Linked DNA regions of Zea mays: region 2 is linked to region 1. The links are chromatin contacts, called in public Hi-C maps. All regions are on one chromosome and are shown on one strand. The core of a region is the stretch at or near the end of the contact, and the rest is flanking DNA. Distances in the headings are between cores, read along the strand shown.

Region 1 (4,400 bases), core at 968-3,467:
TCGGTCCACCGAATAGACTCGAATAGTAGAGAGACTATTATCTTTTGTTAAAATATATACAATTTATAATTAATTGGAAGTACTATTATTACAATAAGTGACTATAAAAAATATCATACTGAGATATATATATTATTGTTAAGATGATATCATAATTTTTAGCTAATAAACTCATAAATCATATAATAATATCATCATATATTAAGAGGTTTTTTATATTTCGGGTTATTCGGTCTATTCGGGTTTTAAAGCTTAGGAACCGAACCCGAACCCATAACCCGAAATATAGCACATATAGGAACCGAACCCGAACCCGAAAACCCGAATAGACCGATAATTCGGTCTATTCGGGTTCGGGTTCGGTTCAGGTTCGGGTTTCGATTTTAAAATGCCCACCCCTAGGCGTAGCAGAGTGCAGACGACGACGATCTACCGTGGTGTGGGGTTTGTTGGCATGGCACACGAAGCACACAGAAATGGCGGGCCTGTCATACATCACGGTCGATTCTGAGCAGCACTGCCGGTGGCCCCCGGCTACCGGAGCTGGCCGGTGGCTTGTACCGCCACCGACAGCTTCTGCCGGTCGCATCCGGCTGGGCACTTTGCCACTTTGGTCGCGTCGCATCGGAGTCAGGTCACCCCCTCTCTCTCTCTCTCTCTGTAATGTGTATACATATTAATATATATATAAATAAAACAAAAGATGCTTGGAGAAGAAAAGGGGACGGGTCGCTTTTTTATTCCGTCTTGTTTTCTTGTTTTTTTTCTCTCTCCCAATCTGCACGGCAGCAGCACCGCACAAGTGAGAATATGGCCTTGCATCTTTCGGCGACATGATTGGGGCTGGCGATCTCTCCAGGTTCTTGATAGAGGAGGGGGTGACTGCCGATGGAGCACGCACATTTGGTGCACGAGGACGAGGGTAGAGCATGCATAGCATGGAGCCATGGATTGAGTTGAGTGATGATAACAGTAGTGTGCTATCATATATACACCTAGGGAGGGAGACAGGGGCCATGCCAATTGGCATGTGGAGGCCGGAGACGCCATGCCGAGTGATTGGAGGGAACGAATGTCTTCTGCTGCCGCTTGTGCTATGACTGGCTGTGCATCAACCGAACATTACAATTTTTTTTTTTTTACTCGCGTGAACAAAAAAGGTTAAAAGGGGTCCGTGATCTACATCCAGACCAGCTGGTGCATGGCGATGTGTGTTTGGACTTTGGAGGAAGGATCCACGAAGAAAGTGCTTGTCCCTCCCCCGACTGGAAGCGGGAATAAAGCCTCAATGGAACATTTAAAAGAGGAGGGGGATCAGAGCAGAGGTGGTGACAAATTAAAGGAGGCCGCTGATATTGACGAAGGACGGCTTCTTTGTTCCTTTGTGGTTTTATTGATTATCACGTAGTCATCGTATCTAGATTGGTTTTTTTAAAAAAATACCGTACGTCCAGTAAGACGGAGGGGTAATGAGCTGTAGATTTTTATATAATAAAAATCAGATCTGATTACAAACGGACTATATTTCTATTTGTTTTTTAACTAAAATTAATTAAAGACTCAAACAAATGGTGAAGTAACATTTAATCTATTACCACCCCTCGAACGTGGAGAGAGGATGGTTTTGCGATGGGTTTTATGGGTCGGGTTTTGCTTTGTAGTTTCTATTGTCAGGTACAAATTACCGTTACAAACCAAAAGGGAACGCATCCTGTGTTCATAGAGCTCTTGTACTCATATGAACACTTTAAATCTGATGCATTTATTTCTCATCTAGGAGGTGAGGGCAGCAGTGGCACACAGAAGAGACAGTCAACGCGGCACAACAAGGGTGGCACACAGAAGAAACTAAGAAATGTTTATTCACACTTGATAAGAAATGAAGGTACAAGATTTAAAGTGCTCATATGAGCACAAGAGCTCTATAAGCATATGATACGTTCCCAAACTAAAAAGAATGCATATATAGAAATGAATTTCGGACAATGCCAATCAAAAGGGTCAAACAAAAAAACAAACAAACAGGAAGGCCCACTTGCCGGCGTGCACCTCACCACGCGGTGACCGGATCCGGCCAATTCCCGAGCCCAAAAAGAAGAAAAGAAAAGCGCGCACACACATACACCCAGACAGCAGTAGACGCACACTCGCCTTCCTGACGTCGGTTGGATTTAAGCAGAGCGCAGAGGAGAGCAACCACTCGCCCGCTCGCCCACCACGATCTCCCTCCCCTCCGCACGCCGCACGGGGCGTTGCAGACCCCCAGCCAAAGGCAGGCCGCGACCCGGAGCACGCCGGCCGGTCGCGGGCGTCGTCGTCGCCTCCCGCGCCGCCGCCCTGCTGCTCGCTCCCGCATTGGATCGCGCTGCGGTTGGCGACTCGGTGTGGTCTGCTGCTGGTGACTGAAGCCGGCCCACGCGGAGACGGTGAGCCGCTGCTCTTCGCTTCTCGCCACTCCCTTGCCTTCTCTCTCTCTATCTCGTGTTATGTTATGTGTGGAGGAGCCTGGAGCCCTGCGCCGCGGAACGGAAGCTTCCGCCGGATCTCTCTCTCTCTCTCTCTCTCTCTCTCTCTCTCTCTCTCTCTCTCTCTCTCTCTCTGCTAGGCCGCGGATTACTAACGCCCGCTGGATTTGAACTTGTTTCTAAGCTTTCTCTGGCTTCGGCTCTCGATTCCGGGGAGCGGTTCTGTCTGCCGGGCCGGGACCTCCGCCGCTCCACCTGAGTTTGGGGCCTTTGTATGCTCCGTGACGGCAGCATTGTTCTGCTTGTCTACCAAGTTTTAATTTTGTTCCCCCCATTCATGAGATTTCGTGAGGGAATCGGGCAGGCGCGTGGGGACAGGATCACGCCTGGCGGGCGCTAGCTAGTCCGCGATCCGCATTTCTGAATCCCGGCGCCTAGCCGTTGTCATGGGCAGGCCAGGTGCGTCGGTGCTTGGTTACTGCTTCCGGATTCGTTGCCCTGCTATTCCCTTCTCCGGATCCGCTCCCGCACGACCGGCGAGGTGGTTGCGGATTTATTATTAGAGTTTCGTGGCGGCGGTTTGGTTGGATTGGTCCGCATTTATGAAGGAATGTTCTCCCCCTTTTAAGCTGTTCGTGTGCTCGGAGTATTGAATTGCCTGTTCCTGGCCACTACGGGAGGGAGGCCCTGGGCCAGGCGGCCAGCCTACCCCCGCTCTGGGTTTTGTGATTGGCCATTTCCGGCAGCTGTTACCGTTTCTTGATTTGTGTCATGGAGTGGGGAAAAGGTTTTTGGTTCGCGAGTGGCTCCTGATGCATGTTTGGCAACCTTTCCATGATGCTGCTACTGTCTTTACCTTGAGTAGAGTGCAGTTCGGTGGTGCGTTTCCCTATTTATGTGGTAATTTAGTCGTTTTATAGTTCTCTCTAGGTAACCGTCTTGTACCGATTCTGATTGGTACTCGTGTTCAAGGTAAGCTTTTGAGTTGTCATGTCTGAGATAAGCTTTTGAGTTCAACGATCTTGCCATTCATTAACTACCACCAAATTTAGTAGGGCTGTTTGGATCACCAAAGTGCAGCTTAACCTTGATCAACTACCTAAAATAGATGGGATCCCAATAAAACTCTTTACCGGTCCTGTCCATTGGCAGTCGGCACTTTGATTTCAATTTCACATCACAGAGTTAGGTCCTGTTTGGAATTCACATCATAGAGTTCAGCTGGCCAAATTAGCTGGCTAAAGTTTAGCTGGGTTGGATCCATACAGGGCCCTAAAGGTTCTAATGGAAGCGAGAGCAAGCTTGATCTGAGTTCAGATAGGTTACCTTCACGATTAATAACCACACTTTTAATGTGTGCATTTCACTTCTTTACTTTTTAGTGTGCCCATCGCCAATCTTCTTAACTGATTGGGTTGGAAGTTGGTCACATTTTTATTTAATGAAGGTTTCTCCTTTTAGCATGAGCACTTTTCTGGGCCTCCTGTTTCTTCTGAATCCTGATCCGAGTGTCATCAGTGTTGTATTTATTTTAACATGCTTGCTTTTGGAAGCCTGATCATTTTTGCAGAAGTTGCTAGAACAACTTAACCATCTGTGCTTATTATTTCTCCAGGCATCAAGTTTCTAACAATTTGAAGTATCCCGAAATGGGCGCAAGAGATAACGGGGAGGGGAGAGATGAGAAGAGGGGGACTGGATCAGATTATGTACCTGCTAGAGACTCCTTTTCATCACAAGGTGAGTCTCGGGTTCCAAAGAGGCTCGGTAAAAAGGAGTCAAAAGATAATAGCCCCCGAACGACCAAAAGCAGCGCCAGCCGTCAAGCTCAAAACAAGCTGCAACATAAAGGATTAAACAATGTACAGAACAAGCCTCAGAAACAAAAGAAAACAGTTAGTGCTGCTAAGGCTGTTGACGTTAGAAAACCAGATA
Region 2 (4,400 bases), core at 1,034-3,533, 350 kb before region 1:
GGTATCTTCATTTGCCTCCAGTCTGCTACTTTTCCTTGTGCCTTCAACTTGATCTACCAACTTGGCTTTACCTTTTTTATCCTTACCAGTTTGTTGCTCATCTTGAACTTTGAGGAGTTCACCCTCATCCATCTCCAATTCCTGCTCATCCGCTATCTCAACACCCATTCCTTTCACAAAGTTGTTAAGCTCTTGGGAACTAAGAAGGTCTTCATCACTGTCTTCAAAGTCTACCTTCTCATTGTTTTCATCCCCCAGATTTTCCCCCTCTTCATTGCATTTGTCACATTCATTGGTTTGTGGATCTGTAGCAAACATTGCTTCTTTAAACTCAGAGGAAGATGTTTTCTGATTTACAGGAATCAGAGGGACCTTCCCACTTTCATGAATATCACTTTTGGGTTTTTTCCCTCCATTGTCACCCAAACCGAACTCGTTCGGCTGTAAATCAACAGAAGATCTCTTTCTCATACTAGCTTCTTCCTCATTCCATCCTTCAGTTTCTACCTTTTCCACCTTAAAATAAATGTCATATAAGAGATGCTTGACTCCTATCTCAATGACAGGTGGAATCCTCGCGATGCTCTTCACATGCACTTTAAATCTAACCATGTCATTGGATTTCAGAGCGGCCAGATCCACTTCTTCCACAGCTCCTAAAACCGAACCCAACTCACATATGGCTTGATAGTTCAACAATTCTTCAGGCACATTATCGGCCTTAATCCAAACTGAGTGCAATCTGGATTTAGCCAAAACCTGAGAGTTCCACACAGTTACTACAATCTTAACCCCTGAAATCTTCATCTTCAACTCAGTAAAGTTGGTCAGTTCATCAAGCCTGTCCTGTGATGGGAATTGCATCAGGAAACCAAGATGACACTTATCAGCTTTCCAGGGTCGTCCCCATGGAAAATGGAAGCTAAAATCCCTCTCCAGATCACCAGCAGACACAATCCCCTCCACAATTTTGACTAATCCCAACAGGCTCCTCTTTGTTTTTTTTGGAAATGTTCTTTCCAAACTGAGAGGAGTAAAAACTCAAACCATCTGCTGCCATTCCCACTAATGGCATAATAGGTTTGTTCTGTCTTGGCCACACACATTTCGCAGTTACATGAGTCTCTTTCATGCAGATATCACACCACAAAGCCCTAGAACAATCTCTGGCATGATGACCTTCATCACCGCATTTTTGGCAGAATGTGCGACGACTTCCTTCTACCTCCAGCATCCCAGGGAGAGTCGGGGATTTAGGGTTACCTGGGTTATTCATGTCACCAGATGATGATCCAATCACCTCTCCCTCAGATTTCACGTGTGAGGGTCGGAGTCGCCAGCTCATATTGCGGTGTCTTCCCCAAGCATTGGGTGGATTCCTCGCCTCCTTAGAGTTCCACCGATCCCACTGTGAGGGTTTCAGCCTTGGGTCCATCTTCTCTGAAGTTTCACCAGCGAGCTCACCCCCTCCCCCTCCTGGCTGAGGACCAAAGTCTGGCGGGCGGAAAGGGATGGATCGCCACCCTCCAGAGAAACTCTCCGCTTGTGGGTAGGCAGCGCCCACAGCGAAGCTAGAAGCACGGACAGGTGTTCTGGGGATCGAGCACCAATAAGATCAAGAGGAAACCCTACCTCGTTCAACTTGTTGCCAGCCTTCTGGGCTGCGATCCACCCCCTGGAGATGGAGCCCGAGTCGAGACACCTTGGCTGCCCCTTCCTCGGGTCATCCGCTTTCACGGCCCATCCATGCTCTTCAGGAATCCACGAACCAGGCCGATTTCCCCCTGCGTTGCTCTTTTGCGAATTTGTCCAGGGAGAATGAGATTTTCTGCTCGCCGGCTTCTGGGCTTTGCGTGAGAGCCCCTGCAACCCAGGTGGAGGAAGAGGTGGTGGGGGAGGGAGGGGCGCGGGAAGGAGGGGCGTCAGGGGAGAGAGGGGCACAGGCATCTCCCTCGTGTTTCGCAGGTGCAGGCTGGAGCGGGAGCTGCGGGAGGAGATCAGGAGGAAGCCCAACCGCTTCGCTATCTAGAGTTTGCTCATGTCCTTTCTTCTCTCGGCGGCGGGGGAGATGGCGCCTCCGCGGCCCTCGTGGCCATTTGCGAGCGCAACGAGCCGGCTGTGGGACGTGGATTTCCGGTAGCCGGTGGACGGCGTGATGAGCGAGGAGGAACCGGGGGCGGGGATTCCGATCTGCGCGCCTCGGCGTCGCTCGCTCGCTTGCGTGGGTGGCGAGTGGCTAGCTACCTAGGTGTGCGTGTCGTGTTTATATATCGGCCATTTATGGGAGGTTGAGTGTGTTGCCATTTCAGAAGAAAGAGGAGGCAGCGCAATCTATCTCTGGGTATGCAGGACAGGACAGGTGCTCAATACAGGGGAGGACCGCGATGGCTGGACTGGACCCGGCACACTCGCTTCGAGCGACTTTTTGTTTTGGTGCCCCTCTTCCTCATTCCGTGGCTGCTCGACGTGAACCGTGTCCAGAGCAGTCAGCTGGCCCACTCCACATTTTCCCGTAGCGACGAACCCGGGAGCCCATCACTGCAGCACAAAGCAGTTCGGACCGAAGGCCCACGGCCCGTTTCCCTTCCGCCTTATCCCTCCGATCGCTGTCGGATTATTCGAGAGCAACAGATGGAGGCCGGCCTGCGCGCGCTAGGCCACCGCTACTTCGGCGGCGGCGGCGGTGGCCTCGGTGGGTTCGCGGCCGCGCGTGCCACCCGGCTCCGGCGCCAGCGCCAGCGCCGCATGGCCGCCTTCTGCTCCCGTGAGTGGCAAGGGATTCCCCCACTTCCCCCCTCCACTTCCTACCGCTCCGGCGTGTCTGTGTATCTGACGTCCCTCCCCACGCTCGCAAACGTCTCTGCAGTCGCTGTTAATGGAGATGGGAATGGCGCCGCGGGTGGCCCCGTGGGGAGCGGCGTCGAGGTGGCGCGCGCCAGGAGGATGCTCCATGTCGTGCTCGTCTCGCCGCTGGTAAGTGGTAGTAAGTACTAACTGCTGCCTTAATTTTTTGAGGTTTCAGCTCTCTCGTTCATGTGGCCGACTGCTGTTCTATCCTATTGATGCAATGGGATGCGATATATAGTCTGTCTTCCATTTTGAGCTCGAATTATACGGTCACTGGTTGTATAAGAAGAGTTGGGAGTGGCGCACTGCGCCTTGTGATGATATTGTCTGTTCAACTTCCCACGTGTGAGGATGCCTAAATCTGATAGATTCGGTTCATCATACGGAAGAGAATAACTCTAACCCTTGTATGATCTGTCGGCATACAAATAAATATAGAGATAGAGAGAGGGGGTCTAGTCTAATCTGTTTTTACAGACACAGAACGGCACTCTACTACTTTAAATCGTACACCACATGAACAATACCATATAACATGTGTTGAATGGATAATACAAGATATCCTAATCTACCTGCTGTTTTGCTCGGTGGACAATAGGTTGAAGCCAGAGTTAAAGTTTGGTTGGGGTGAGTGGGTAAGCTAGTAACCAGTGGCGAAGCCAGAGTTAAAGTTTGGTTGGGGGGGGGGCAAACTAGATTGAGAGGGGCCGCTAGAGGGTATTTTGCGTTATTTTTAGGGTGATTAGCTAAGAAATTTAATGATAATGACTTCTATAAAATTAGGAAAGGATTAGGGGAGGACATTGCCCCCCTCTGCCTCTCTCTGCCGTCGGCCCTGCCAGTAACTATATATTTGCCGTGCAATACTACCTGGATTAAGGCATGCCATACTAGTGTTGCAAACTAGTAACTAGTTGCAATATAACACTATTAACTTGATTTTTTGACTTGCTTATGCTGTCGTTACTGAATTATGGGTGACTACTTCACAGATACCAGGAAATACAGGGTCCATTGCAAGGACATGTGCAGCATCTGCAGTTGGCCTGCATCTTGTCGGGGTAAGGTTAGTCTCTGGATTATTTTCTGTGTTATTTAGTAAGGGGTTCTTGATGCAGCAGCATCTTTCTTGCCCCATGTCTTTCATCCATCTACAGTGTTTTGTTGTTAACTGAAACATGCCTGGTTTTTCTCCTTCCAGCCATTAGGCTATAAGGTAGACGACACGAAGTTGAAGCGCGCGGGATTGGATTATTGGCCGTATCCTTTGCTTGGATGTATATTTTATCAGTTATATATTGGGCCCCCACCTGAAATATAGGTCCAGTAGGACATTGATATTGTCTACAACATGGTAGTTTGATGATTGAAGGGCGGGCCTGGTGCAGCGGTAGAGCCTACCATCTGTAACCGGAAGGTCCCGGGTTCGAGCCCCAGCCTCTACATATTATGCGGGTAAGGCTTGGCGCTTAAAGATACCCTTCCCCAGACCCCACACAGTGCGGGAAGCCTACGGCACTGGGTACGCCCATGGCAGTTTGATGATTAATAGA

Evidence for each region. Hi-C and Micro-C count contacts between places; a contact is called where the count stands out from the background.
Region 2: a Hi-C map of tassel shows a contact between it and region 1, with 2.6 times the contacts expected there. The contact joins the promoter of LOC109943479 here to the promoter of LOC100382159 in region 1. A contact is called at or near these places in 3 of 25 Hi-C or Micro-C datasets (ear, leaf mesophyll and tassel).

Annotation. Positions count from the first base shown.
Region 1 is chr1:191,863,957-191,868,356 of Zm-B73-REFERENCE-NAM-5.0, reverse strand. LOC100382159 reads left to right here and starts at 2,217. Exons shown (of 8, transcript NM_001366774.1): 1 at 2,217-2,426; 2 at 4,081-4,400. The coding sequence starts at 4,115.
Region 2 is chr1:192,215,516-192,219,915 of Zm-B73-REFERENCE-NAM-5.0, reverse strand. LOC109943479 reads right to left here and starts at 2,283. Exons shown (of 2, transcript XR_002749676.2): 1 at 1,633-2,283. It overlaps LOC103641996, which reads left to right and starts at 2,589. Exons shown (of 7, transcript XM_008665309.3): 1 at 2,589-2,764; 2 at 2,867-2,973; 3 at 3,840-3,908; 4 at 4,049-4,107. The coding sequence starts at 2,632.